Regions from separate parts of the Mus musculus genome. Here region 2 is linked to region 1. Evidence: chromatin contacts called from public Hi-C data. All regions are on one chromosome and are shown on one strand. The core of a region is the stretch at or near the end of the contact, and the rest is flanking DNA. Distances in the headings are between cores, read along the strand shown. Region 1 holds the start of Ppib (peptidylprolyl isomerase B). Region 2 holds the start of Ankdd1a (ankyrin repeat and death domain containing 1A).

Region 1 (3,930 bases), core at 548-3,047:
GCTAGGTCATGCCGAGCTGAGTTTTATTCTTGCCTCTTTGCCTGGCAACAGGAACAGCTGAGAGCTCATATCCAGAACCTGAAGCAGGAAGCAGAACACTAGCTAGGAATAGTGCAGGGCTTTGAAACCTCATATCCTACCAAGTGATGAGCTTCCTCCAACAAGGCCCCACCTTCTAAGCCTGCCCAAACAGCAGCACAACTGGAGATCAAGCATTCAAATGCCCGAGCCTATAGGGTAAATATCACTGGAATCAGCACAGTGTAAGACTCCAAACGCCAAAGTGTGTGCACTATAGAATGGAGCAACACCAAGTGTGTGTTACAACCGAAAACAGCCCATGGAAGCACCTGCAGCTATGAAAAAGAAAAGGCAGTCAGCCACAGACCTTTGTATATGTTATTTTCCACTTCTATGTTAATGTGAAGCCACCCCAACCAATACCTGCTGAGCACCGAGCCCTGGAGACAGGCTAGGGGAGCTATGTAAAGACTATGTGCAGCAAGGGCTCATTCTCCTAAAACAAAGTGCGAAGAAAAGAAATTTAACACCAGGAGCCGGTAGGATAACTCAGGTTCAGTAAAGTTGCCTGCTGCCTCTGAGCCAAAGGACATGGGTTCAACCCTCAGAGTCCCTGTGATGTAAGGAGAGAATAAACTCCCTCCACATGCAGGTAACTACGTGTCTACCCACTCACATGCAATGAGACATTGTAAAAAGGAAAAGATAAATACCAAAGTATCCAACAGAATGCATCCTTTCATAGGCGCACACAGCAGTTAAGCACAGGATTCCAAGACAAAGATGAGTAGTAAATTAGTAAAAACTAAAAATGGAAGCAGTGTGTGTGTGTGTGTGTGTGTGTGTGTGTAATGCATGCACATTATGTGTAGAGCTCTTATCATTCTGGGCCTTCATTTTGAGACAGGATCTCTACCTCAATCAAAGAACTAGTCTGGAAGCAAGCAAGGCTACCAGACCCGCCTATGTCCAGCACCACTACAGCACTAGGATTAGAGTCATAAAGTATGGCCATGATCTGCTTTTAGAGCTGGGTCCAAATTCAGGTCCTCATGATTGTGGAGCAAGAACCTTAACACTGAGCCATCTCTTCACCCCTCGACTCCACCCCTTTTTTGTTCTCGGGCATAGGTGTTACTATATTATGCTTAATAGCCAGAAACTAACTACATAGAAGCCGCCTTAAACTCACAGAAATCTTTCTGCTTCTTCCTCCAAGGTGCTGGGATTAAAGAGACGTGCAACCATGACTGGTCGTGTTCGTTTTAAGACAAGGTCTCACTCTAGTCCAAAAAGAACTAGTAGTCACTCTGTAGCCCAGGCTGGCCTTGAACTTTTTACCATCCTACTTCACCCTGCCCAGTGCTGGGATGACGGGTGTGAGCCACTACGCCCGGTCCCCAAGCAAGGCATTATAGAAGATATAGAAGGCTATGCTGTAACGCTCAACCGCTAAATTCAACCCCTAGTACTAAGGTTAAGTGTGTCCAGTCTTCTGAAGACCACCTCCAAATTTGGCAGCGACTGGTCTTTGCACGCCGTGACAAAAGTCTGAAAGTTGGATGGGCAGGTGGGGTCGCAAGGCACGCTGGGGTGCGTAGTCTCTCTTTCTGATACCAATCCCAACGCTGCCTTTGCGCACCGCCTTGACATACCCAATCAGAGGGCTGTAACGTGGCAGCCACCCGCAGCCCCGCCCCCGGCAGCGCCTACCACTCGGCGTCGCTGCGCAGGGAGAACGTGGCGCGCTCCTGGCGCTACGAGACCGCCCGCGGCCCCGGGTCCACCCCACGCCTGGGCGGCCACGCGCACGCTGCGCGTCCACACCCTTTTCCGGTCCGGGCTGCCCGACCGCTCTTGCTGCTGCCGGTGGATGCTGCGCCTCTCGGAGCGCAATATGAAGGTGCTCTTCGCCGCCGCCCTCATCGTGGGCTCCGTCGTCTTCCTTTTGCTGCCCGGACCCTCCGTGGCCAACGATAAGAAGAAGGGACCTAAAGTCACAGTCAAGGTCTGGGCTCCCCTCACCAGCGAGGCCTGCCTTCCGCCGCCTTAGGTCCGGCTCAAGCCGGAGCGGGTCTGGCCCAGTAGTTCCGACCTGAGCGTCCTTGTTCTTGTTCAGTTCTTCCTTGGGTCGACTTTGATCTCTTGAAGCCAGGCTCGCCCTATCTACTCAGACTAGAGAATAACCCAGACTCCCCCAGCCCCCCGCCCTGACCCAGGATGCCCAGCTTCGGCCAGCACGGACATCCTTAGGACGGTCCCTTTGCACATCCCCTGCATTGCTGGGAAATGGTGATGGATCAGAATTGCCGAATCTTTTACTATGGTCTCTCCAGTTTAGTGTGTTTTGTAGCACACACAGTAAATATAGTTAAACTTGCAAGCACAGTGTATCTCCCTGTGTATGTCCCCCTTTTAATGTATGTTTCTATAATCTGGAATCATTTAAAGAGCACAGATTGCTATTCTATAGTCTTGAGAACGAAAACTTTTAAAAAATGTTACATTATTTACTTAGTAGGGAGAGGGACTCGGGTACCACAGTGCAACCGTAGAGGTCAGAGGACAGTTTGCAGGAGTCCATTCACGTTGGTCTCTGGTCTTCAGGCTTGGCCGCAACCGAATTTTCCTCTAAGCCATAAGGCAGTCTGTAATCCTTTCTTGGGGTGGACCCAAGTGCTGTGGCATATATTACTCCCAGCTACTTGAGGGAGACTACAATTTAGCAAGATTAATTACTGGGGTTATTAGCTCAGTGGTGGACGGCTTATCTGCAGTGGCCCACCATTTCGTACTCCCTAGTACTGGGGTTGGAGACTACTAGAGCTTTCATAAGTGTACAGATGGTTGTAGCCACCATCTAGGTGCTGAGAACAGAAGCTCTAGGGTCTGGGAAAGCAGCAGATGCTCTTAACAGCTGCTGTTTCTCCAGCCTGTTTGTTGGATTTGTACAAAGGTTTTGCCCTACTCAGCCACAGCTTTAGGCTTTGTTCTCACTCATGGGGTAACTCCTCAGGCCCTCCTCTACCAAGGCCCCTGTGAAGGCTAAGCTTGGACTTGTTCACTTTCCTTAGGTATACTTTGATTTACAAATTGGAGATGAATCTGTAGGACGAGTCGTCTTTGGACTCTTTGGAAAGACTGTTCCAAAAACAGTGGATAATTTTGTAGCCTTAGCTACAGGAGAGGTAAGTGGCTAACCCCACACAGTAGGGATGGGAGCAGCTGGGGCTTCAGAGTGTGGCCCGTGTGTAGTGGTAGACAGACTTCATTAGCTGGCTTCCCTGAGGATGAGATATTTTTGTATATTAAGTGGGAATAAAGGGGTCCAGTCTTTAATTCTGGAGAAGGCCCTGGAACTGCGGTGACTTACTCAGAGCCTCAGTTGCCCAGTTTGGCACTTCCCAGAGATTGGACTGGTTCTTCCAACCCCTGCTGCTTCCTACAGCTAGTCATAATAGAATAATAATCCACAGTGCTAAATCTGGCAGCCTCACAGTTGTCTCTGCCAAATGGTGTGGCGGCTACTGAAGTGTTAACGTGGTTTTATGTTAGAGAGAACATAGACAAACATGGTACTGTGTGGCTGCAATGTTTAGAGAGTAAACTTTAACATCTGATTTTTTTTTTTTTTTTTGAGTTTTTATTTGAATGTTCTTAGACCATGTGATATGACAAGTTTTGGAATAAGAGCTTTTGGGGGGGGGAGGGGGAAGTAGTGAGTTGGTTAACACTGGTCGTCCTGGAACTTGCTCTTAGATCAGGCTAGCCTAGATTCCTAATTGCTGGGATTAAAGGCTTGTGCCGCTACATACATAGCTGAGTTAGCAGTTTTTAAAAAAGAATAAAAGGGTCCAAGGAACTTGATCCAAGAATATGACAAGGAATTTTTTTTTTAAGATTTATTTA
Region 2 (3,930 bases), core at 568-3,067, 540 kb before region 1:
AGAGTTAGAATGAAACCTTGCCTGTCCCATGCTGCTCGCTCGCCCCACACATCTCCAGCCTCAGCAACGCACACCAGGCTCTCTGACACCTGAGCTTTTATGGGCGCTGGGTCTTCTGCTCAGAGTCACACACCCTCAAGTTCACTGCTCTCCCTTTGGCTGGGAGAATCCTTAAGGATCCTTTGACCCCAGCAGAACTCTGTGACCTCTCTGAAATAACCGGTGCACACTTAGGAGATGAAGGAGGGTCAGGAGTTCAAGGACAGCAAGCTGAAATTCAATGTGGGCTACATGAGACCCTGTCTCTTTAAAAGGTGGGGCTGAGGGGGCCTACAGAGAGATGGTTTAGTGCTTAAGTGCTGCTCCTTACAGAGAACTTGAGTTTGGTTATGAGCACCCACATCTGGTGACTGCCTATAACTATGGTCTAGGAGATCTGATGCCTTTTTTCTGGTTTCTTCCGGTACACATAAGCACACACAAACAAATAACAAAGCAAGGCACATATCTTTAGTCCCAACACTTGGAGGGAGAGGTAGGCAAATCTACAGCCTGGTCTACATAGTGAATTCAAAGACAACCCCAGGAATATACTGTGAGAATCTGTTAATAATAATAATAATAATAATAATAATAATACAAAATTTTAAAGCCACACTTAGGCTTAAGGGAGCCCAGTCCCCATTCCTCATTCATCTGGGAGGATGGTAACAGCTGGCTTCAGCATTTTGAAGTCCAGTGGGCAGGACTATGGGGATTTGAGAAAGCTCTCCCGGGTTCAGTGGGCAGGGCTCAGACTGGGCAGCAGGACTAAGACTTCTCAAAGGAGCTGATGGCTCAGTCCTCTTTCCTCTCCCAGGCAGGGCACCAAAGGTCTCCCAGCTACATGCATGCTTCCCACACATTGAGATGTCCTGGTTCTAAGTACATTCTGAAAGAGGCTCTGAAGTTCCTTATCTCACACAGGGATAGGGCTGACCACAGCACCTCTTTCCTAGGCCCTGGTTCCTTCTTTGATATGGTGTCTACACCCCATTTTATTCTGGGTGAACTGAGATCTTTAAGTGTTTGTTTTGGTGGTGGTGGTGGTGGTGGTGGTGGTGGTGGCTGACAGGGTCTCATGTAGCCCAGGTGGCCTTGGACTCCCTGTGTAGCCAAGGATGGAAGGTGATGTTGAATTCCTGATCCTCCTGCCTCTACTTCCCCAGTGCTAGGATTACAGATGTGTGCCACACGCCTGGTTTTACATGGTGCTTGGGATTGAACCCACGGCCTTGTGCATATTAAACAAACATTCTACCGGCCAAATTGTGTGTGCTCCTATTCCTGATTTCAGCATTTCTACAGTCATGTGACCTCACCCTGTCTCTCAGCCCTCTCATCTGAAAAATGGAGATGTCAGTAGGCCCAACCCATATAGTAGCAAAGACAGAAGACTGGCCTGACCTGCTTTAAGGACTGCCACACAAAGCAAGTTATTATCAAGGATCGTTGTCACTCGAGCTTGCCTTGTTCAGGACACCCTGAGTCCCAGATGTTCAGCCACTGTGCCCTACACCTGTGCGGCATTCTTCTGTTTTTTTTTTTTTTTTTTTTTCGGAAGCCACAGAGAAGACTGAGACAGAGGTGTCCAGGCCAAGGGCCAGCCTCTCTCTGGGTCACCCTCTGTGACCTGGGGTCCTCCCACCAGGCATCCGTTCTTTCTGCGCACCCCCCCCCATCCTCCGCCCCGCCCCCGCCAGCGGCATTGGGACTCACAGCCGTGGGTCTCCCAAGCCAGCTCCTCCTCCATCCTGCAGCTCCCGGCTGGTGCTAGGCGTTTAGTTGCCAGGGCGGGGAGAGCGCAGAGCTGGGAGCGCGCAGAGCGGGGAGTGGGTGGTGGAGGCTTTGCATCTCTCTGTAGCCCCTGCTCATTATCAGCCCATCCGCGAATCCGACCCGGGCACCCACAGCTTACACACACACACACACACACACACACACACACACACACACACACACACGCCTTCAAGCTGCCTAGGTCCCTGCGCGCAATCCCCCTGGGACCTCCCAACCTTGATGCCTCAACAAGCCCTCCCACACTGGACACTTCAGACCCCTACTACCCCACCAAGCCTACGGACATAGGACAAAAGATGTATTCAGGATCAGAAAAATCGGGTTACAACAATAACGAGATATAAATTACGTTACTTAGATTGGCTAAAACCAAACGCAAACAAACAAACAGAAACACGGAGAAAGCTGGAGGATGCCATATGCCAGATGCCAGAGCAGACGGTGCAGTTGTCCCAGCGAGTACACTCCGCTGGTGGCAGCAGCCTAAGGCTGGCATTCTGGAATCCAGACTGGCAGAAAGGAGGGAAAAGACTTTTCAACCCGAAGGAAGTAAAATAAATCAAAGGCAAACAAATCAATGAAATTAACATTGTAAAAATTCCTCCAGTAAAATGAGCCACCCTCTGCGCTGCCTGCTGCTCTAAGAAACTGCTATTCCTTTCCGTGTGGAATGCTCTTCCAACCCTTTCCCCTCAGCAGACTAGATCCCTGTCATTCTTTTTGGAGACTAGCTGAAGCGTCAAATTCCCAGTGTTAACTGTGCCTCCAACATTCTCCACTTCTCCACGTTGACATAGCCTTTAATTGTTAGAGCGTGGTCACAATTTTATAATTCCATGACAGTCAAATCACACTAGGCTTTGGGCCCATTTCCCTGTAATTTAATATTAAAAAGAAACAAAAATTTGGGTGTTTTTTTTTTCTCCTTTGTTTACTGTTGGTGTGTTTTGTCTTCTGAGACCAAATCTAGCTTTTTGTCCACGCTGGTCTCCAACACACCGGCTCACGTGATCTTCCACGTCAGCTTCCCTCCAGAGTCAAGTATCAGTCAAGACTCTGACCATACTGCAAGATGCTGGGATACCCCGGAGCCACCCGTTGCCTCCCGAAGAAGCTCAAAAATTCACACAGGCTCTTGAGCGTGGCAGTATTACATCTGTTGAGTCCTTTTGCTGCCCATCTTCTCTGCTTCTCTGTGTGCTGTTTTGTTCTTCGTTAGATGAACAGAAGCATAAAAGGAGGAGAGAGCGGGACAGGACGGCAGACTGCCCCACGATGGGAGCCCAGTGCAGATGTTTGCAGTTCCCTGAGCTTGTGTGATGTTTGGACACTGCCCAGATGTCTCTGGATTTTAGTCCCACCCTGCCCTTGCTGGAGGGGATGCTCTGACCGGTGGCAAATGACCAGAAGATTTATTTCAGCTCCAAAAGACTTCTCAGTGCTTGGCTTCAAAAGACCCAAGTGCTTGCTTGGCTGTGGAGCCTCCCTCTGGAACAGATAAAAGTCTTTTTATGTAGAGGGATGATTTTTGCCCCGGCATGCTATTTAGACATGATCAAAGCTACAGAGAAGATAGAAGAATAGTGCTGCAGATTAACATTTTTCCACATTTCAGATTTGAAGGCTTTTTAATTAAAAAAAATTTTTTTATGTACCTGAGCATTTTCCTGCATATAGTATTTTTGCCTGTGTGTGCACACACACAGTTTTAGCACTTAGGATGCAGAGTCTAGACTGGGCACCATAGCCCAGGCCTGGCTACATAGTAAGACCCTACCTGTAATAAATCTATCAATAAATGGATAAATAAATAAATAAATTCTCCTATCAAACTGCCACTCTGGCCCATTAACCATCTTCTCTCTCTCCCCTTTTTTTTTAAAATTTATTTTATTTATGTGAGTTCATTGTCACTGTCTTCAGACACACCAGAAGAGGGCATCAGATCTCATTACAGATGGTGGTGAGTCACCATGTGGTTGCTGGGAATTAAACTCAGGATCTTCAGAAGAGCAGTCAGTGCTCTTAACCGCTGTGCCATCTCTCCAGCCCCGAAACCATATTTTCTCATACCTCCCTCTCCATGGTCTC

Evidence for each region. Hi-C and Micro-C count contacts between places; a contact is called where the count stands out from the background.
Region 2: a Hi-C map of muscle stem cells shows a contact between it and region 1, with 4 times the contacts expected there. The contact joins the promoter of Ankdd1a here to the promoter of Ppib in region 1. A contact is called at or near these places in 1 of 484 Hi-C or Micro-C datasets (muscle stem cells) and 3 of 115 datasets of contacts at active chromatin or transcription factors (embryonic forebrain, forebrain and memory CD8 T cells).

What each region holds. Positions count from the first base shown.
Region 1 is chr9:66,058,372-66,062,301 of GRCm38.p6, forward strand. It overlaps Ppib (peptidylprolyl isomerase B), which reads left to right and starts at 1,798. Exons shown (of 5, transcript NM_011149.2): 1 at 1,798-2,029; 2 at 3,096-3,209. The coding sequence starts at 1,895.
Region 2 is chr9:65,518,402-65,522,331 of GRCm38.p6, forward strand. Ankdd1a (ankyrin repeat and death domain containing 1A) reads right to left here and starts at 1,818. Exons shown (of 15, transcript NM_001370871.1): 1 at 1,759-1,818. The coding sequence starts at 1,792.